Regions from separate parts of the Mus musculus genome. Here region 2 is linked to region 1. Evidence: chromatin contacts called from public HiChIP or PLAC-seq data. All regions are on one chromosome and are shown on one strand. Each heading gives the region's core, a stretch centred on a gene start, on an enhancer-like site or on the middle of the called end of the contact. The rest is flanking DNA. Distances are from core to core; before and after follow the strand shown.

What was found. HiChIP or PLAC-seq counts read pairs in DNA pulled down with a chosen protein or histone mark.
Region 2: a contact with region 1 is called in an H3K4me3 HiChIP or PLAC-seq map of craniofacial prominence, with 4 times the contacts expected there. The contact joins the enhancer-like site here to the promoter of Txnrd2 in region 1. A contact is called at or near these places in 9 of 39 promoter capture datasets (the 3T3-L1 cell line, 3T3-L1-derived adipocytes, cranial neural crest and 5 more), 15 of 484 Hi-C or Micro-C datasets (the AML12 cell line, the C2C12 cell line, Sertoli cells and 11 more), 3 of 115 datasets of contacts at active chromatin or transcription factors (the SCID.adh cell line, acute myeloid leukemia and craniofacial prominence) and 2 of 9 other capture datasets (adipose tissue and embryonic stem cells).

The regions. Positions count from the first base shown.
Region 1 is chr16:18,424,774-18,428,753 of GRCm38.p6, reverse strand. Txnrd2 (thioredoxin reductase 2) reads right to left here and starts at 2,337. Exons shown (of 18, transcript NM_013711.3): 1 at 2,195-2,337. The coding sequence starts at 2,309. It overlaps Comt (catechol-O-methyltransferase), which reads left to right and starts at 2,038. Exons shown (of 6, transcript NM_001111062.1): 1 at 2,038-2,398.
Region 2 is chr16:18,685,236-18,689,215 of GRCm38.p6, reverse strand. No RefSeq gene overlaps it. Among named protein-coding and RNA genes, the nearest start is that of Gm41429, 9.5 kb to the left of the region's middle. Within about 2 kb of position 1,640, at least 313 of the 459 cell types and tissues checked have an H3K27ac peak or open chromatin away from gene starts, as enhancers often do. A contact at or near this core is called in 3T3-L1-derived adipocytes, the AML12 cell line, the C2C12 cell line and 14 more, where this site is marked.

The DNA.
Region 1 (3,980 bases), core at 1,088-3,587:
TGCTTAGGCCTGTCCTTCTGCCCACAGCTCATCTCCAGAACATGTCTCTGTTTCAACTCTGCCTCAGGACTCACCGTGCTCCTGTTTCAGTTTCTTTCTATCGTCTGGAACAGGGCAGTAGGAATCTAATCGACATGACAAGGTCTAAATAAAGGGCCTGGCTGCTCTGATAAAGGAAGATGGTCTCCTAATGTGTACCTGCCTGCCAGAGAGGCCAACAGCCTTCTTATCCTAGCTCCAGTTTGGATGATACAACACCCTCTCCCACCCCTCAGCTGGAAAACATGGGTATTCCTGCTTCAAAAGGACAGACGGCAGAGCTGACCTGGACTCACAAGTGAACTCTGGAGTCATATGGCGGGTGGCATCTTCCCTAGACCTCACAACATCCTCACCAAAGCAAAGTCCTGAACCCTTGGGGTGTGAGACACGAGTCCTCCAGTCAGTAGTGGAGGACTCTGCCCAGTGGGAAACAAATCCCAAAGCCACAAGGGCTTCCTAGCAGCTTGAAGGGCCCTAGACTTGTGAGCTCAGTGAAGCTCCTGTCTACAGATTTCAACATACTCTTTGGCTTTTATTTATTTTATGTGCCTGAGTGTTCATTTGCACTTATGTCTGCACTGTGGGCACACAGTGCCAGAGGGCAGTGCCAGAGGGCTGTGCCAGAGGGCAGTGCCAGAGGGCAGATGAGGGCACGGGGTCCCCCTCGGAATGGAGTCATCATGTGGGTGCTGGGAACTGAACTTGGAGCCTCTGGAAGAGCAGTGAGTGCGGAGTCGCTCTTGTCCCTCCTTTACAGACATTTTACTGTTATTATGTAGGGTGACGGTACCAATGACACAGAGTGACGGTACCAATGGCACAGGTACTTTGACTGACTTGGGTTTTTTTTTTTTTTATTCCGAACCCCCCGATTGTTTTTTTTTTTTTAACCTCCACATAAATCACTAAAACTACCTCCACCTAATATACAGCACTAGGAGACCCTGAAGAGCCAGAGACCTGGGAGTTAGCAAAGCTACTGAAAGAGCACCCGTCAATCCCTGAGGTCTGTCCCCTAGGTTCCCACCTCACATGTAGTGACTGCTTCCTGGTACTCTCCCAGGTTAGCTTCTGCCACTGAGCCACAAGGCCTCTGCCAACTTCCACTTGCAGTCGGTCTACCTGCCTTGGCCCTGTAGACCAAGGGCCAGCCATTGTACCTTTCATAGCACTGCCTCTGTGAAGAACCCTGGCCTGCCCTTGCTCCTCTCCCTCTATGCTCGCTCCCTGTGGACAGAATTGAGTTCTGTCACTCACATTCAGGGGGCAGTATTAAGGGTGGTCACCATGAAAAGACATAATGGAGACCACTCATGAAACTGATCATACCACTGGGAAACTCTGGGGGAACTTGGCCTATTGGGGGTAGTGGACCCATGTTGAGAGGTACCCAGTTTCCCCCTTTGAAATTAATTACTATCCTGATTTCAGCAATAACGCTTCCTGGTGCAAACAAGTTGTTTCTTCCCCTTCTCAAGAGCCCTGACAAGCACTGGGGCTTGGTTCCACAAACTTTCTAGTGTCTTCTCACTCCCCAAACACTAGGCAGGTCATGAAGGTGCATTTGGAAGCTGAGGAAGGAAGGGCCAACACCTCAAGGCTAACTCTAGCTGCACTGCCAACTGACCATCACTCAAAAAATCAAAATCAAGCCCAAAACAACAAACCAAGGTAGTTCATGACTGTAACCCCAGAAGGCCACGGTCGGTGGCAACTACCTAAGCAGTCTGTGGCCAGCTTGGCTACATGGGGGTGGGATTACGGACAAAAACAAAAAGAAAAAACTAGAACAATAAAAAGAGTTGCTGCACCTAGGAAGTTGTGTGCCAATGGGGTACCTGTGACCATCAGAGCCCTTGACATCATCCCATCACAGCCCTGACATCAGGGCTACGATTAATATTGGGGACACAAATCCCAGAAGACTGGGCTTGCTGCCACCACAGGAGGGCCTCAGGCAAGGCACCGCCAACGTTTTAGACACCTGGGGAAAAAGCAGCCCTGCTAGAAGCAGGTCCCCTCCTAATCAGAACCCTGGCCTGTGTGGGCACGCCCACGCGGACACGTTCCAGGACAGCCCCGCCACCGCGACCCCCTGTGGACACTCGCACAGGCACCCTCTCCGCGTGCACCGCCCACGACCCCACCCTACCTCCCGCTGCACTCGCCGCGCCCCTTGTCCCGCGTGTCAGAGCCCGTGTCCGCGGCCGGAAGCGCCTGCTGGGTCCACGCAGCGCCGCCACCATCGCCGCCACCATCGCCGCCATGGTCCGGGGACCTCAGGCGGTCAGGGCTGCCCTTCGCACTGCCTGAGCGTCCGCGCCTCGGGGTCAGACCTGTGCGCGGCCTTGACGAGGTGAGTGGTGCCCGCCCGGAGCTCGGACTCGGGATCAGAATCTGCATGCACCGAACTGGGACTAGGGTGAAGGGCCCGTACGTGGGAACTGGTTCTGACCTAGGAGAGCGCAAGCCGGCGCTGGGGAATGGGGACACATGTGAAGGGGGTCTGATCTTGGCTGGGGGGTCGCTGAAGGGAGGCAGGTGACCGAACTTGAGTATCAGTGCTGTGGTGGAAGATATGTCCTTCGGTGGGGCTGTGGAGTTGGGCTTAACCTGGATAGAATGTAGCACATCCAGGGCCTGGCCCATTATAAGAGGGTCCGACTTACTTAGTTGTTGGATTGGGATGCAAACCTTAGGGTCAAAGTTACAGGGCTCAGGGATGGTCAGTAGAGTTGGAAGCTGTTGAACAGGGGTTCTTGAGAGAGGCCTTAGGGTGCCCCCGGGTCACTCCTTGCAAAAGAAGTGCTACCCACCCCCACCCCCCCACTCCCAAAGGGACCCCTTGGAGCTCAGGAGCACTAGGGCAGGAGCACTACGGCAGGCTTTGGGTGTGTGCTAAAAAGAGAAAGTCTTCCAGCCAGGGACTTTTGGGGTCCTTGCTGGCCCTCCAAGCCTTGGGAGAACAGTGGGAGCTGCCACGACTTGTGGGAGCTTGTGGTGGGGTAGGGCCCTAGAGGACATCTTGTCACAGAGAAACAGCATCGCCCTAATAATTGGGACAGATTTTACCTAGGAGCTGTAGGGGACCGGCTGAGTCATCTCCATTTGAGCAGAGGTGACAAGTGGGTGTCTTCTGGGGAACAAAGGAGCACAGAATCCATGAAGGGAAGGGAAGAGAAGGGAAGGGTGCTTTATACAGGCTCTTCGTGGCTTTGCTGCTGGGCTAATTCCCATGATCCCACAGAAGCTACAGAGCTGCAGACACTTTGGGGTCTAAAGTTGCTCTAGGGATGCACCCGTGAGCTGTCAGAGATGAAGCTAAAGTTTATATTTTTAAAAGGAGCTTGGCTAAATGTGGCTAAGCCTCCAGTGTGTGCACCCAGTAGAGGATCCTTTTCCAGGAAGGGAGACGTCCTTCCTATTGAACAGAAGTCCATTTTCTGTTCCATGTGAGGGTCATTCTTAAGAAGACAATAGAAAAGTTGGTGTTAGCCACAAATCAGTCTTTTTTTTTTTTTTTTTTTTTTTTTTTTTGGTTTTTCGGGACAGGGTTTCTCTGTGTAGCCCTGGCTTCTTAGAACTCACTTTGTAGACCGGGCTGACCTTGAACTCAGAAATCTGCCTGCCTCCCAAGTGCTGGGATCAAAGGTGTGAGCCACCACCGACCGGCAACAAATCAGTCTTTGCACATTTCTAGATGCCAGGTGCGAGTGTCTTTAGATGGTTGATGAGGAGCAGCCTGGAGGCTTTACCAAGTTGTCCTCTGAGTGTAGGAGGCAGAAGTGTGTGAGCACACGGTTTCAGGCGTGATCATTTCCTGGAGCAGTGTGTGCACCCAGTAGAGGACTTTCCCTCGTGGCCCTTGTAACCGAGGCAGAAAGCTGTCCCCAGAGTATTTGGTGTGTTGAAATCTGACATTTCTGTCAGATTCTCCC
Region 2 (3,980 bases), core at 391-2,890, 260 kb before region 1:
ACTTTAGGTAAAGGAAGCAGAGGTGAGGCAGAGAGCATGTTACTGAGTACACGAGTCCCACACAGCAGTGTCTCCCATCATGCACAGAGCACAGGAGTCCCACACAGCAGTGTCTCCCACCATGCACAGAGCACACGAGTCCCACCCAATCTCTCCCATCATCTCTAGTGTCAACTCGACACACACTTGACACTCTTATCGGGGTTGACCCGAACCCAACCAACCACATGCTGGAAAATGTTTAATTTTTTTCAAATAACACTTATAGGCAGATTTGCAGTTTCCATCCAGCAGGTGCGTCATAGAGATCCAGCCATGACATTTACTTATAATCACAGAAATTGGAAGTCTGAAACAGGAGGATGGCAAGCAAGCATATCTATGAAGGGTGCCAGGGAACGGGAGTTGTATACATTTGTGAGCTGCGATGTGGGTGCTGAGAATTGAACCAGAGTCCTCTGACAGCAGACAGTGCTCTTAACCACTGAGCCACCTCTCCAACTCCCAATTTTTAATTCTTAGAGCAAAAATAAATAAGTACATTTATTTCATTAGCATGCAAATTTGGGGATTTTTAAAAAGTAAATAAATGGTAAATTACAGGTACACCAAAGACATTTTAAAACAAAATTCTTTATGGTTTGTTATGGTTGTTTATCACATAAAAATTTGATTTTGTAGGGGCTGGAGAGATGGCTCAGCGGTTAAGAGCACTGATTGCTCTTCCAGAGGTCCTGAGTTCAAATCCCACAACCACATGGTGGCTCACAGCCATCTGTAATGGGATCTGACTCCCTCTTCTGGAGTGTCTGAAGACAGCTACAGTGTACTTATATACATAATAAATAAATAAATCTTTTTAAAATTTTTTATTTTGTCGATCTATTTCATATGCCTATGTACCCAAGGCTGTACAAAAAATCCACAGGGAGAAGGGATCAGTAAGGGGAAGTTTCAGGAATGTTGGTTTTGAGAGTCAGGGAACACTGGGTCAGTCTCTGAATTACCTGGTTGATTGTGCCTGGGATATGGGCAGCTTCAGAACTTAGGGTCTATGGATGCTATGTAAGCAATCTCTCCAAGGTACTCATCATGCGCGCGCGCGTGCGCGCGCGCGCGCGCGTGTGTGTGTGTGTGTGTGTGTGTGTGTGTGTGTGTGTGTGTGTGTGTGTCTGTCTGTCTTTGTACATGTATCTGTCAGTGTTTATAGGAGTGTTCATGTGTTTCTGTGAATGTCTGTCTGCATGTGTCTCTGTACTGTACATGTCTGTCTCTGTGTATGTGTCTGTGAGTGTGTCTGCGTGTATGTTTATGTGTGTCTGTGTGTGTCTCTCTGAGTGAGTCCTCTGTCTGTGTGTGGTGTGTTTCCATTGACCCTGTTGGGTGGAAGCACCGCAGGTTTTTCTCCAGCTTCCTCCCTCCCTTCTCTACATGCTCACCTTTGCTGAAGCAGAGCCTTGCCCTTAGGGAGTCAGAGCCGTGAGATATCTCCTCTCTTGGCGACTAAGACCAACGTCAACTAAAACCACACCAGAAAAAGCAGCTTCTGTCCAGCACGTGCCCTACAGAGATCCAACCATGACATTTACTGCCCATCTGCCTGATAGCTGGGATCTGAGGCCCCCTGTCGGTGGAAACTGGCCAAATCACTCAGATTGCCCTGCCATGATTTGAGTCACCTTCTGCCTTGGGCTCCGAAGATCTGGGCTGAGTGAGCACTCTGGAATGAAGGCGGGCCTGAGCTTAGATATAAACACCGTTTCTCCCTGTGTGTCTCCTTCTCTCTGGGTCTCTCTCTGTGTGTTTTTCACCCTTCTTCCCACCCCTCCTTCTTTCCCTCTCTCTGTTCTTCCCCGTTCTTCCACTCTTCTCAGTTTTATTGAGACATTCTCCAAGCCCAGAACGCAGGGTTCTGATTTGTCAGAGGTGAGTGCAGGCCAGCTCTGGGAAGAGTAGGATTCTCATGTTCCAGGAGAGGCTGACCAGCGCTGCAGACTGAACTGGGGCCCAGCCGTCTGCTGACCTCTCAGCTCAGCTCAGCGCAGCGCAGGGCAGGCCCTCCCTCCTGCCCTTCTGCAAACCGCACCGCCCTGGAGACTGGAGTGTTTGTGGCAGCCTGGTCCCGCCCTCCCCCTCTCCTGGCGCCTCCCGGGTCCCACGCTCCGCCCAGGCTGAAGCAATGACTTATTTGTGTATTGAGGTCACGGCAGCCCCTGGGGACAGAGTTGTCAGCCTGTGCCGCGGCCACAGGGTAGGCACTCACCAAGTCAATAATCGGTCTGAGGACTAGCGACTAGCCTTTTATTCCTTAGGTCTTTGAATTTTAAATTTTTTTATAAGAAAGGCATTTTATGCTAAAATTATAATAAATGTTTCTTTTCTGTCCTATTCACATTAAAATTTTTTTAGCTATATAGTTTATTTCTAGGTTCTCTTCATTTTCTCTCACTCACTTTACATCTCTATCTCAGTACCCCTCTCCTCCCTTTCCATAACACGCCCCTCTTTCCAACCTGAAAAGGGGAATCCCCCCCCCCCCCACCAGTGTTTCTTTGAAATGAGAATGTGCCTGCGGGTTCAGGAGGTGAGATCTGGAGGATCCTGAATTACAGGCCAGCTTGAGCCGCATAGGGAGACCAAGTCAGAGAAAGAGCCGGGTGGGAGGGAGAGGTGGAGAGATGGGGAGAGGAAAAACAGGCTTGGCTGAAGGCTTGTGCTTGTTATACTAGTGTTTAGGAAGAGGAGGCAGGATAATCAGAAGTTCAGCCTCAGCTACATAGTCCATTTGAGGCCAGCCTGAGAAACATGAGAACCTGTCCCCAAAACTAGTGAGCCCCCTCCCACCGAATAAGTAAAATAAGCACATGCAAGTTTCAGAGAGACCGAGCTGGGAAGCTCAAGGCATCACTAGGCCACCCAGCAGAGAGAAGTCACCACCTCCTTTGCCTGGGGGTGGGGGTGGGGAGTGTGGATGTGTGGATGAACAAGCAGTCCCTGATTGTCCTTGTGCTCTGACAGGTCACCTTGCTGCCCTTTCAAGCACAGGACCCTGGCCTGGGGGTCACACAGATGCCTCCTTCTCACTATGCAGAAGCCTGCTGCTTTGTAAGCTCCTTTGGAGGCAGGGCAGTTTGCAGCTTGCTGAGAAGAGCATGGGTAGCAAGGCCTCCACACACAGGCAGCTCTGCTGCAGCCTCAGTGATGAGAGGCAGTGAAGCCTCTGAGCATGGTGGGCACAGTCTGAGGGTCCAAGATGCTGCCAGGGTCCTTCCTTCTACCCTGTAGAAGCTGTACATCTGCCCAGTTGACAACAATGGGGTTCTCCACTATGAAGGATGGACTACGGGGCACCCTTGAGTACGTGAGAGTTTCTGTGTAAGCACCACACCTAAGAGAAAAAATGATCTGCATTTCTCTTAGGTTGACTTATTTCACTTAACACAGTGCTCTCCGATTGCAATCATTTTTCTGCAAATGACGTCATTTCATTCTTTTTGGATGAATAAAAATCCATTGACTATATACACCATAACTTTTTTACCCTTCTATCTGGTGATAGGTACCAAAACTGATTCAATGCCCTGGCTGTTGTGAATAGTGCTACAAAATTGGGGGGAGGGGCTATTTTAAATATGCACATCTATATGACATGAAGATGAAAGAGCAATAGAGAGCAAGAGAGGGAGAGACTCAAGAGGTGCACATGACCACATTAAATAAGCACAGGGATGCACACGAGCACAGTGATGCACATGGACACAGGGATGCACATGGACACAGTGATGCACATGGACACAGTGATGCACATGGGCACAGGGATGCACATGATCACAGTGATGCACATGGACACAGGGAGTGTACCTGGTCACAATTAAAATGCATGATTCTAAAAATGATATCTAGCCCCACAATGTCCACATTTCCTGTCCCTCCCATTCCCCTTTGTGTTGATTAGCCAATTGCATAAGATGAGATGCAAG